Regions from separate parts of the Rattus norvegicus genome. Here region 2 is linked to region 1. The links are chromatin contacts, called in public Hi-C maps. All regions are on one chromosome and are shown on one strand. Each heading gives the region's core, a stretch centred on a gene start, on an enhancer-like site or on the middle of the called end of the contact. The rest is flanking DNA. Distances are from core to core; before and after follow the strand shown.

The links. Hi-C and Micro-C count contacts between places; a contact is called where the count stands out from the background.
Region 2: a contact with region 1 is called in a Hi-C map of liver, with 5 times the contacts expected there. The contact joins two enhancer-like sites. A contact is called at or near these places in 7 of 12 Hi-C or Micro-C datasets (the A7r5 cell line, the Rat2 cell line, Schwann cells and 4 more).

Annotation. Positions count from the first base shown.
Region 1 is chr6:130,392,585-130,399,607 of GRCr8, reverse strand. Ak7 (adenylate kinase 7) reads right to left here. Exons shown (of 18, transcript NM_001108055.3): 5 at 411-521. Among named protein-coding and RNA genes, the nearest start is that of Ak7, 19 kb to the right of the region's middle. Within about 2 kb of position 4,992, at least 10 of the 93 cell types and tissues checked have an H3K27ac peak or open chromatin away from gene starts, as enhancers often do. A contact at or near this core is called in liver, where this site is marked.
Region 2 is chr6:130,632,234-130,638,622 of GRCr8, reverse strand. LOC134479472 (a long non-coding RNA gene) reads right to left here. Exons shown (of 3, transcript XR_010052832.1): 2 at 3,104-3,342; 3 at 1-2,516. Among named protein-coding and RNA genes, the nearest start is that of Vrk1, 44 kb to the left of the region's middle. Within about 2 kb of position 4,797, at least 28 of the 93 cell types and tissues checked have an H3K27ac peak or open chromatin away from gene starts, as enhancers often do. A contact at or near this core is called in liver, where this site is marked.

The DNA of each region.
Region 1 (7,023 bases), core at 3,743-6,242:
CCTAGAGTGACCAAACTGGTCTAGACCTCCTTCCTGTATCCCAGACTTGTGGAACCACGGGTGTGTAGTCCCTTCCTTCCCATCCCTACTGAGTTATTTGCCGAGACCTCTGGATGAAAGAGAGCCTGAGTTTAGCCGGGGGCCCAACATAGGGCTTTTAGGTCAGTGGGCTGGATCCTAATCTGGGCCAGGAACTCCCTAAGGATAGAATACTGCTTGAGCCAAAGCTCACCCCCATGGGGGTGTATGAGGAAATAAACCATGGTGTTCACACTGTTGTAGTAATGCACCCTTGCCATGCAAAAGCAGTCTGAGAAGGGATCAGGGCTGAGTATGCAGAGGCGAGAATTGCCCAGGTCCACCACCTCACGAAGACCCCTTCCCACAGTGGTCTCTGTGTCCAGACTTACATTCTTTCCAAACTTGAGGACTAGTTTTTCGGCGTTGATGTGGTCCTGGAAGTTGGGGTGATGTTTCCTTCGCCGATAATCCTCTTCGGTGAAGGGAACCTCGCTATCATCCTAGGGGAGACACAAGGTGCAAAGCTAGTACCCCAGAGCCAAGGGAGGCTGCACCGTTCAAGGAGCTGTTCCTTCCGGCTCGATGCAAGTTCCGAGAATCTCCCAGTAGCTGGCTCAGAGGACCTCCAACAGTCCACATAAGGAAGTGACAGATATTTACAGTGCTGGACTTAACAAGAACTCTACAGAACTCATTGAAACGTACCCCGTGGACACGTGCAATCCCTATGTGCTGATTGAGACAAAAATGATTCTCTAAAAGACAACAAAACGCTGTGCTTCCAGAGCTGTGTGGGGCAGGACTTGTTCTTCATGTCTGGGCTGTGGTTTGGGGTGACCAGGAGATTCACTTTGATGTGACCTCAAAACCAATGAGAGCAAGACCGGCAGGGTCCTTGATTGTACAGGTTGGGCTGCAGCCACCAAAGGGAACCATGGGGGCGGCAACAGGCTCTGGGTAGCAGATAGGATCTAGCTTTGGGGCAATACACAGAAATCAGTCTTTCTTGCAGCTGCAGGTTGCATGTTGAATGTTAGAAAGACTGCTGGCTGTAAGCTCCAAGACCAAACTGAAGCTCTGTGTATACTAACCAAAATGTTTGCTTTTTGTTTGTTTTGTCTTGTTTGTTTTGACGTAGGGTATCGGGTTGCCCAGGCCGGCCTTGCATTTGGTAAGTACTCAAAGGAAGTTGATGCTGAACTTTAGCTCTCCCTGCCTCCATCAAAGCTAAGGATAACCTGTAAGCCGGGCTTGCCCAAGGACAGGTAACATCCTGGGATGCTGGAGGCTGCTGCTCAGGTAAAATATCAAGTCACGTGTTTTCCCTTCAGTAAACAAGGTTGGTTGCCCCAACTGCACAGGATGCACTCAGTCACATAATAGGCAGGATGCACGCTTGTCCCTGACTGGATGGTGGCAGGTATAGCCTGTGGGTTCCCCCTGTGAGCACCCCACTAAAATAATTCACCACCATTCTTTGGGGGTCCTAGGTATGAACCTAGCCATTGTCCCTCTTCCTTGTCAGTATTTAATAAAGCATTTAATAAAGCTTGCTTTAATTGGACAATCGTGAATTTGGTGTGTGTTTCTCCTTGCAAATTTCAGGTTTAGCAAATTTCTGCCTCCTCAGGCTGGGATTATAGGCATGGGACAGCGTGCCCATTTTTTTTTCTTTCTTTTTTTCGGAGCTGGGTACCGAACCCAGGGCCTTGCGCTTGCTAGGCAAGTACTCTACCACTGAGCTAAATCCCCAACCCCTAGCGTGCCCATTTTATATCAATAAACTACCTGCTCTGAATTTATATTTACAGATCTGGTTCCTGGAGACCCTAGGAACCAGATCTTCCTTCTGTGACTGCAGTAACCAGGGTGTGTGAAACTTCTAAGCTGTGCTGTTGTGAAGCCCAACCAACTCTGCCTTTGAGAGTGCACAAAGTTCCACATGAGCAAACATCCTATGACAAGCAATAGCCAGTCACGCTACTGAAAGACCCCCAAACTTGGGGAGACTCTCGCTCTAGTCACGGGTTGGGGTACCCCCAGGAAACACGAGTAGCCGGTCTTGATGTAATCAGCAAGAGGCAGTTTTATTTACGAGATCTCGGGCTGACACATATCCCACACAGGAGACTGAGTCAAGCCCCGAGCCTCTCTAGGCAGGGGCTTATATAGGGAAAACCAGGGGTTTTTGTGTGGATACCCATAATTGGCTAGTACAAAGGGTGTAGTTATTTTTTTTTTCTTTTCTGCACGGAATTGTGTTAACAAAGCATTCTAGCATCTTAGCAATATGGGCAAGGTGGCTTATCTCGCTCAGCAAAGGGATGACTCATATTAGGGAGTGAAGGAAGGGAAGGGGAAGAGAAGGGAGGTAGCTCCAGGGGTAGCTCCAGATGGCCAGTGTCCTTGGAGCCCTATCTCAAATTCTTTTAGGCATAGCCAGACTTTGTTCATGACTAACTTTTAGAAATTTTAACCCTTCACTACAACAGCAGGGTCAAGATACATATAGATTACCTAAGACATCCTGCAGAAACAGATAACCTAGCCATCTTGTCTGTCAGCTGGTTTTGCCCCCATGTTTGGTTCCTGAAGATTACTCCAGAAATAGTTTTTAAAATATTAACTTGCTGACCCTCATGGAAACCCCCCCAAGTTTGCTGTAACTACAATAAATACCCTGCACCCTAGACTTAAGGCTCTCACTTCTGACCCCCTGCTATGGTGAGGCAAGAGCCCTGGCTCACAGGCTTGTTGTAATAAAGACCCTTGTGTGTTTGCATCAGAATTGGCTCCTCATGGTCTTTAGGGTCCCTGGGACTTGGGTATAGCTGTGACTGTAAACTGAGAAAGGCACCAGTTCAAGACGAGAGGTGGATTATTACCAGAGACATGGGTAGGGAGTGGTGCATATGCCTTCCTCTCGGACTCAGAAGGCAGAGGTAGGCAGATCTGAGTTCTAGGCCAGTAAGGGGTATATAGTGAGACCTGCTCTCAAACCATAGAAAAGAAACAATACATTTATTGTATGATGAATTGAGGGTGAAATTTACCCATGGTCACGGGCATTCAGGAACTTTAAAAAAGTACTTGGGAGGCAGAGGCTGGTGTGGAAAGCTTTCAGGGCTGCTTGGCAGGAATTTGACATTGGGTCAGGACAAGGAAGTAGGTTAGAACAAAGAAGCAGGCCTCAGGCAAGAATCTGACTTTGGGTTAGGACGGGAAAGTAGGCTCAGGTATCTTGGTCATCCTGATAAGCCCCTAGAAACATTGATCACCCGGCTTTTTATTGACTTGCTTGTTCCTTGACTATTTGTATTTATTGTCTTGCTTGTTCCTTAACCTAGAAATGACTTTATTTGCATGTAATTAAAATGGTATAAAAGCAGATTAGGAAAAAAATAAACCTGCCTTAGCCTCAGAACTGGATGGGGTCATGCTACAGTCTTATCTAGTTGTCTTTTTCCTTTTAATCCTTGCTCCTACGCTGGAGAACCTGTTGACTGACTGAGCTGGCTTGGTCAGGCTGGTAGATCTCGGAGTTCTAGGCTAGCCTGGTCTACAGAGTGAGTTCCAGGACAGCCAGGACCACACAAGAAAGCCTATCTGGAAACAACAGATTAAAACTAACAATGCAAGAAGGGTGTGGCGTGTAAATATGAATGGCAAAGTGGTTTTCCCCTTCTTTGTGCATTTGTGTGTGTGTGTGTGTGTGTGTGTGTGTGTGTGTGTGTGTGTGTGTGTGTTGGCAGGTATACATGTGTAGGTATCTTCTGTTGTCCAAACACTTTAACAGCTGAGCCATCTCCCTAGCCCAAAAATGACAGTATTTATGCCAGTATATCATATCTGCAAATTTGCTCAGTTAAGAAGAGAGATTCTTGGGCTGGAAAAATGTCTCCATGGTTAAGAGTACTGACTGCTTTTCCAGATGTCCTGAGTTCAATTCCCAGAAAATACATGATATCTCACAACCATCTGTAATGGGATATGATGCTCTCTTCTGGTGTGTCTGAAGACAGCTACAGTGTATTCATATAAACAAGATAAATATTTTAAAAAAGAGGATGGGCTGGAGAGATGGCTCAGTGGTTAAGAGCACTGACTGCTCTTCCAGAGGTCCTGAGTTCAAATGCCAGCAACCACATGGTGGCTCACAACCATCTGTAATGGGATCTGATGCCCTCTTCTGGTGTGTCTGAAGACAGCGACAGTGAACTTACATGTAATAAATAAGTAAATCTTTCTAAAAAAGAGGAGAGAGCCTCACAGGCAGCTCCAGCATAGTGGAGGATATGCTCTTAACTTTAAAAATGGCTTCTGTGGGGAAAATATAGGCTGCAGTGAAGGAAATGAGATCCTATCCCAGTCTACTCAGCCGGGCCTGGATTTGGAGTGGATTATAAAATGGAAGAAGAGAAAAGAGAAGGTGTGGGCTCAGCACCGGAGAGGCGTAGACAGGAGGATCAGGGACTCAGAGCCATCCTGGGCTGCAGGGTGAATTCAAGCCATTTTGGGCTACGTGAGGTCCTGCTCCAGATGTCAGGAGCCGTGGTGGGAACTTGACGATGATGAAGAAGGCAGCACGCGGAGGCTCAGGGCTGTGGGCCATGCTGAGGAGTGTAGGTAACCGAGACAGGTGGGTGGTGTGTAAATATTCACCTGAGGGTGTGGACATGCAGGTGCCATGGCCTTCGAGTGCAGGCTAAAAGACAACCGTGGGTGTCAGTCCTCACCGTCCACCTTGTTAGAGAAAGGGCCTCTTTGGTTTCTGGTTAGCCAGCATCCCAGCCGACTGGTCCTCAAGCCTCCAGGGACATCCTTGTCCACACGGGAGCTCTGCGATGACAACCACTCACACTATGTGACTGACTTTAATGGGGTTCTGGGGACTCAGAGTGGGGAGCCTCTGCGAGCACCTCTGCCCACTGAGCCGTGCCCCAGCCGGGGCTGACGCCTTTTAAGCGGGCCTGTTGCACAATCTGAATTACATTTTAACAGGGTTGTTGAGGTGGACGACAAATAGGAAGGAAGGGAGAAGGTAAGGAATGGAGCCCACCACTAGGTGGCGATAGATTCTCTCCCCCTACCCCGAAGGCTTCTATTGCTAAGACAGAACAGCATGATTACAAAAAGAAACAAGTTGGGGACAAAGGGTTTGTCTTATACTTCCATATTGCTGTTCATCATCGAAGGAAGTCAGGGAAGGATTTCAAACGGCAGAAACCTGATGCAGAGGCCATGAAGGGGTGCTGCTAGCAGGCTTGTCCAGAAACATAGAACCCGGGACCATTAGCCCACCCACAGTGGGCTGGGCCCTCGTCCACCAACCACTAAGAAAATACCGTACCGCTGGATCGTACAGCGGCAACTTCTCATCCGAGGCTCCCTCTTTCCAGATGACTTTAGTTTGTGTGTCGAGTTGACGTAAGACTGGCCAGCGCACCTCCTTAATCCAATGGGACAGGTCAAGGACCTAGGTGTCACCTCTAGGAACTTATGGCTGCTTTCGAAGCTCCTCAATCGCTGCTTAGCCTTCCGTACTGAGTTTCTAAGACTCTCCCCCTCACTCACCGCCAGGCAGCTGCCCTCGCCGCCTCAGCTCCAGCAGCCTGGCTTTGATCCTTTTCTTTATAGTTCTTCCATTTCTGGCAGCTCTGAGGCTTACCGCCTGCCCGCCCCGAGGGTTTTTCTTTTAAAGTGAGACACCGTCCTAACGAGCCCCAATAGGGAGTCCCATTTCCCAGGTGTCACATGATGGCTCTGTTGGGACTCTGAGATTTCTAGGAACTCTTCTTTCTTCCCCTTTAACGTTTTGATTGGCAGCGAAGATAAACCCATCCCTCGGTGGAATCCACAGCCAGCAATAGGCATCCAGAAGTTTTCATGGTTGGGGAAGCTGACAGTTGAGCCTGGAGCTAGAAAGTTGCCTTGGATACGATTACTAGATTGGGCTGGTGGTACACTTTGGATGATGCATTAAGAACTTGGCTGGGAGGGGTTGGGGATTTAGCTCAGTGGTAGAGCGCTTGCCTAGGAAGCGCAAGGCCCTGGGTTTGGTCCCCAGCTCCGGAAAAAAAGAACAAAAAAAAAAAAAAAAAAAGAACTTGGCTGGGAAACTGGCTGATGGGTGGGTGGGTGGGTGGGTGGATGGATGGGTGGGTGGGTGGGAGTGGGCTGGGACAACCCCAGTACCAGGGATTCTTTTAGCAGAAAGACAGAAAATTAGTTTGTGAGGGAAACTGTAGCTACTCCACCATTTTGCAGACATGGCATATCCTGGACAAATTACATATCACACAATTGGCTGTTCTTTTACATCCATGTGTCCAACCCATAGCACATGGATTGCTAGATTAAGAAGAAATAAATGGGGGGCTGGGGATTTAGCTCAGTGGTAGAGCGCTTACCTAGGAAGCGCAAGGCCCTGGGTTCGGTCCCCAGCTCCGAAAAAAAAGAACCAAAAAAAAAAAAAAAAAAAAAGAAGAAGAAGAAATAAATGGGACAATGAGATAAACAAATGAATCGTGTACCCCGAAAGAATATTTGTGTTGAAACTTAGTCACTACTTATCGGAAGTTTAAACTGAGCTGACCGCTCTTGTACGCACTTTTATTTGCTAACCTTAGCAATCAAACTCACACCCAGACTGGAAAGAGAATGTTCTAGAAGCACCCATCTTTCTAGCCCAAGGTTTAGTTGCCAGGCTCCCAGACCAGGAAAACTGCTGGGTGGCTGCTGCCTGCTGTGGATGCCATCTAGGGTACAGGAGCCTAGGAGCTTCTCGGCCCTGGCTAACATGACCCGACTGCCGGATATGACTGTTCTAGCTTTACCCCATTGCCAGTCCCGGTGTCTGCAGACTACAAGGTGGACTGCAAGGTACCCTGGCCATGGATTTTCACTAAAGAAAGGGGACAGTCTCTGCCCAGCCAGCTGCATGGAAGCCTGTCATTGAAAACCAGTCAGGGCTGTCAGTTCAGTTTCTGCCTTTAGGTTCCT
Region 2 (6,389 bases), core at 3,548-6,047, 240 kb before region 1:
GGACCCTCCCACAGACAGTCTGTCACCCAGCGATTTTGCCATTCCGTTTCAAAGTTTAATTAGAGAGTCGCTTTCCAACGCTTAGATGCAATTAACCCCCCTGGAGCAGTCCTGGTGACGCCGTAGCTGACACAGGCCGCAGATGCCCACCGTGGTTCTCAGAATCACAGATTGGAAGAAATTCTCAAGCCGAGGAAGAAATGACAAAGATCTGTGTTTTTTCGGGAGAAAACTTAACTTTCCTAAAAGTCAGATGAGAAAACCTCCCATCTGAGAGGCTGGCTTTCCCCTGGAGGCCTCCTTCCTGACAAACAGCCCTCCTCCAGCGTAGCCAGCCCTTACTTTCCTAGGGAGGAAGATTCAGGACCTGCAAGCTGTGCTGGGAGGCTGGTGCTCAGTGAGCCACGCATGCGCCCCCTCCTTGCTCGGCGTGTTAGCAATCGCTCTGGTCTGTTATTAGAGAGCAGTGGCCCTTGGTTCTCCTATACACAAGTGGTGCTGCTCATGTACAAAATGGCCAAAGGCCCAAAAGAACTCAATGTTCCAGATTTTCAGAGCCGTTTGTTCATGAGAATAACCTTCTAAAGCCACACGGTGTCTTATTTTCACTTTCGGTATCTTCACGAGGTGAGCAGGAAAGAGAGAGAATGCCTGTGGAACTAACATACAAGGACGCCGAGTCCAGGGGGATGCGTCTCATGTCACACATCTCATTAGAACCACAAGAAGAGTCAAACTCCGGAGTCTAGGGTTAGGTCTCTAGCCCCACCATCTTTCCACTAAGTTTTCGTGTTTCTTTTACATATCCTACTGGAGCACCCACTGTGTGCTGCGCCTGTTTAAATGTATTTATTTTTAATCCACCTCATTCTTTAAGAATATTTTATTTTTATTTTTCGTGCATGAGTGTTTTGCCTGTGTGTATGTATACCACACATATGCCTCGGACCCAAGAAGGCATCTGATCCCCCCGGAACTGGAGTTACAGAACGTCGTGAGACACTGTGTGGGTTGCTGGGGACTGAACCCAGGTCCTCTGCAAAAGCAGCCTGTGCTCTTAACTACTGCGCCATCTCCCCAGCCCCAGCTTACATGCACTCTCATGGAGGACCCACTGTGTGTGGTACTTATTTCTACATGGTCCTAAGGAGCACCTAGTGTGTGTCGTGTTGGCTCCTGTGCATGCTTATGGGATGCCCACTGTGCAGTGGGTCCTAAGGAGCACCTAGTGTGTGTCGTGTTGGCTCCTGTGCATGCTTATGGGATGCCCACTGTGCAGTGGGTCCGAAGGAGCACCTAGTGTGTGTCGTGTTGGCTCCTGTGCATGCTTATGGGATGCCCACTGTGCAGTGGGTCCTGTGGATTCAGTCCACAAGGACAGAGAAACTATCTGCCCTGTAGGGGTTCTAAGCTTAACGGAGAAGACAGATACAAACACAGACATCAGACAGAAACCCCAGAAGCTGCAGGGTCCTACAGGAGTAGAGGAGCTGGGTGTAGGGGTGCTCGGTAGAGCATGGCTCCGGGCTAGGGGAGACCCAGGAGGTGCTAAGTGAGCAAAACTTAAGGAATATCCACTAGTACTGTCCTCAGCAAGTCTTGGCTCTGTTGCTGGTGAGTTTTTAGCATGTGCTTGTCTGAGCAGAAGAAACTTTGGAGAGCAATGACCATTCATTCCCCTGGCATAAAGACTTCCAAAAGGGCTCTCAGCCCTCACATGGAGGTCCCTGAAGAGTTGGAAGCGATGCTCATGTGGGCTCGAACCCATGGCGGGAGCTGCTGTAAACCAGGACGTGCTCAGTCACACCACAGCAGTGACATTCGGACTGCAGAGGTGGTGGCAGGGAGAGATGTGACAGCGTCACAGGCAGAGCTCAGGACAGGTTCTCAGTGAGTTGGGCCATCCGACACTGCAGTTACTACCCACATGCTGACACGTCGATTAGAGTAGATTAAAATGCAGCCTTGATTGCCAAGTGGTCCTGGACACATTTTTGAGCACTCACTAGTCATGTGTGGGTGGCTGTCACAACAGGTCCAGTGTCTTGCTGGACAGCAGGGAAGGAAGGACAAGGAGGCAGTATCAGAAGCTCTGACGTAGAAGGCGAAAGGTCATGGGACGTGAACCCCCTTGGCTTCTGGTTTCCTCAGGGTCTATGGAATTTACAGCCCTGGTATAGCCTGGTATACAGGGAGTACTCAATGCGTGCACCCAGCATTTTGGGCCAGACAATAAGCATACTCTGGGGAGTACTTACCACACACAACCCTATTCGTGACAACAGAAGCCAGTTATGACTTCTATTGGAATGAGTGATCAGGTGACAAGGGATGGGGGGGGGAGGGGTGTCTCGTTCTGATTAAAACTCCAGGCCTGAAGGGAGTTTTCCTCAACATGAAAGAACCAGTCAGTCCTGGGCTGTCAGGGTGGGTAGAGCTTGCTGCTAAGGCCGGCTGTAGCTCATCTTTGCTACTTTGTGGGTTCTTCTTTCTTCCAACCTTTCAACCCCCTAACACTGGATGGGAGAAAAGAACAGGGAAAAGGAAAAGGGGTGACATCATTAGACTACTTCCTGCTGATTAGGGGTATCAGGTTTCTTGGGACAAATATGATCTTCCCCAACGGGTTATCTAATTTCTTCTTTCTTCTCTGGGCACGCTACTTGACAAACAGTGACCAACAACGACCTATATCGACCAACCACACCTCCCAGGGCCCTGGTATTTATGTACCCTTTGAAAAGTCCCCAGGATTCCAAAGTCACACAATCACCAAAAAATATCTGCAGCTGGCAAAATCAAGCCCCTGCTAGAGCAGGAGGCAAATCACAGTCAGCTGCTGTGGACAATCTGAAGCAGCCCCATATCTCACTCCTGGGATTAAAACAAAACATATTGTTACAATATTTCTGTGTTTTCTAAAGAAACCAAAATGCCAACATTGACACTACACCTGACAGCCTGAGTTCAACCCCTGGGGCCCATATGATAGGAGAGGACTCCCACAAGTCGCCCCCTCCTCTCTCTCCCTCCTTCATCCCTCCCTCTCCCTCTCCCCCCACTTCTGTCACATACACATACACTCACTGTAGTAGTCACATACCTCACCCATAACCGGCAGAACCGTGGAGCTCTGCCCATGGGTTCAAGCACTGCCCAGCTTGTGGGAAGCATGCAGAGTTTCCCCAAACTCGTGCTCTGTTCTGGACTCCCACATCCTTGTAGGTCACTTCCGGTACTCCACAGCTCCTGTTCTTGCAGTTACTGGGCCTCCCTGCCCTTTTTCTCAGGGGCTTGCGGTTTTCAAAGGAAACCGAGAAGCCGATGCTTTTTAATTCCATCCTAAAAAAAAAAAATCAGGAGGCAGAAGGGAAATTGGAAAAGAGGAAGGAAAGAAACCATGGTTTGCACCGACTGCCAGGACGGGCGTGTACAGATGCTTTCTGTGTGCATCTGCATCCAGCGTCACCAGTGGTTCTGATCCTGCTTTCAGGCTGACCACTCCATGGCCTGCTTCTCCGGGGGTATTGGCATTCTTAAAACCATGACCCCCTGAGCAACACCAACGCAGACGGCAGCCGACTCTGTTACTTACAGCCCGCTGTTGTTGGACATTTTGAGACTTCTGTATTTCCAAGATTTCTCCATGCCCCTGTAGTTTCTTCTTTTTTAATTACATTTATTTATTAATGAATTATGTAGGGCAGGGTATGTAGGCCCCATGGCATCCTGTGGAGATCAGAGAACAACTTGCTGAAGTCGCTTTTCTCCTCTAGCTGATCAGTTATCTCACAGGCCCGTGATTAACATTTTTTGGGTCCAAAATATTTTTTTAACCTTTCATATTATTTCTTTGGGCTGGATTCCAAGAAGTGGCATTACTGATAATGTGCAAAAGGTTCGTGATAGGGATTGCCAAATTTTACTCCAGAAGGGCAGTGCTGCCTCGCCCCCACCCCCACCCCTCCTCCCACCTCCCTCCCTGCCCCCCACCCCCCACCCCCCGCGCCCCCTTGGCAGGTGTTCCCAGGCTTGTTTGATCTTCCTCAAATCCCTACAATCTTTGCGAAGTCTGGAAAGGACGACACACTCTACACTAATGTAAGAAAGACATAGGAGCCTACAGTGTGTTCCTCAGCACCGGACAGGCTGTGGGGCCCTCTAGCCTGTGACTCCTGAATTCTAACTCGTTTTAGTCGTAAAGGGTGAGAGAGGAACAGACTGAAAGGATGAAATACAAAGGAAAAGTATGCGGCAAAGAAGAAAGACGGTAGAAAACAAGCTCCCTGTGGCGGGAAGCCCAGGAGGGACCTAGAGGGTGGTGAGAGGAAAACAGGAACAGAGAGCGCTATCCCGGACACCCAAGATGGACCAACAGGAGACAAAGTCAAACCAGCCCGGAGCTGAGGGCGGGGGCAGAAGTGGGGTACGCAAAGCAGGGACCGCCTAGCGTCGCGACCTCTCCTTGACCGGGAGAAACACAAGCTACGAGCTGGGATGAAAGCCGGCGGTGGCTCGCCTGGAGCTTAGTTCTTGGACTGAGGGGGCAACAGGAGAAAGGGGCCCCAGGCTTGGAAAGAGCTGCCCAAAGCCGGCAATTAGCATCTCCCACCGCGGGGTCGCAGGGGCCGCGTGCAACTCCAGGAGTCCCCAGCGCCCGGCACACTTCGTGCACCCCGCACATCCGGTGCACTCAGCAACGGTGTGCACCCCACATCGTCTCCCACTTCCCGGGATTGCAGGCATCCCAGCTGCACCGCAGCTCATGGCGATCCCAGATACTAACGCTAGAGGGAGCGCAAGGGTTGTCGTGCCATGGGGTCCTGGAACATCCGGGAAGCCTGCCGGGTGCTGGGTTGCACTGGGGTGCAGAGATGCGGATGCGGCCAGGGTGGCTGATGGGGCCACCGTGCAGATAGTTGTCCAGTGCCTTATTTGTTGTTGCACACGAACTAAATTTTTGCAAGATTAAACAAGCCGTGTGAAACGGAAACCAGGCAAAAGGAGGCAGGGCATACTGGGGCTCCCCAACCTCCAATTCTGCTCCCCGAAACTTCTTAAGGGGAGAAATAGCCCGATCCCATCAGCACTTACTTCGTCACCTAACGCGGGGGAGGGGGGGCGCGTACACACACACACACTCCACTTTCGAGGGGCGGGGGTGGTGGGTAGGCAAACTTTAAAAGGCTTTTAAGCTAAAAAAAAAAAAGAAAGAAAAAAAAAAGGAAAACGAGGTTGCACGAGGCTGAGGTACTTGAAATGATTTTTGTGTTGCAAATTGCTATGCTTTTACCGAGGGCTGATGAAAATAAATGAAGCGCCTCTCCCTCTTTTTGCTAATAAATGAAATGAAAAAAAGCACCATTATTATGCCACCTGCTTCTAATTCCTAATTGTGGTAACTTAATTTTCGGATTGTTGTAACTGCTTGCTACCGCAGGCGCCCGAGCAAAAAGGAGAAAAAAAAAAGTATGGAAGGCCCGTTGGGTCTCTTTTGGCAGATGAGGTACAGTGCGTGCAGGTTGGGTTTTTATTTGCTTCTTGTATTGAGATTTACATATTGGGAGGAGATCACCCCGCACTCTCATCAGCAGCCCGAGGGGTGCTCAGGAGGAAGGAAGAGCGCGAGGCGCTCCTTAAGCAGCAGTGGCCGTGACGAAGTCCACATTTTCCCCACACTGAGATTGCATGCTGTTTCCTCTAAAAGGAGGAAGTGTCACTTCTATACACTGGTCCCTGGCTGCCGTCTGAGAACCTTAAAACCCCAGAGCTGAGGACTGGACTTGGTGGTGTGTTCCTCTGAATGGAGATCTACTTCCCGTGGGTGCCGCTGAGCTGAGACACGACTTTGGTTCCTGCTTGCTCCCCATACCTTGAAACCGACATAAAAATTCTCCTGTCGATAAGACACAAGCAGATCCACAACACATTTTCACTCAAGTCGAGGGTTCTGTTTTTACCACTGTAACCTAATTGCAAGTTCAAACTGAGCTTTTTATTTATTTATTTATTTTAAGTTCTGGGGGTTTGTGGCACATTGGAAATCATCTGAGGGGTACATGTTTTTGAGAGAGAAGACACTTTTTTCATACTGTTATAAAAGGGTAGATTACTTCTTTATTCCCAACACACACACACACACACACACACACACACACACACACACACACACACGGGTTTATAAGCTAAGTCCCTATCTAAGAATAATAACAGTTGAAGCCAGAAGAACCTGCCGGTGTCGTTACCTTCACCGGAAAGAGAGCAAACACCTTCTCTGGCGAAATCAATTTAAACACTGACTCGCATGGCCTCCTGGCTTCTGAGGATCTCACACTGGGGACCATTGTCCTTTGTGCCTTTAATGGAAATGGGCTGTACAATGTGGGTTG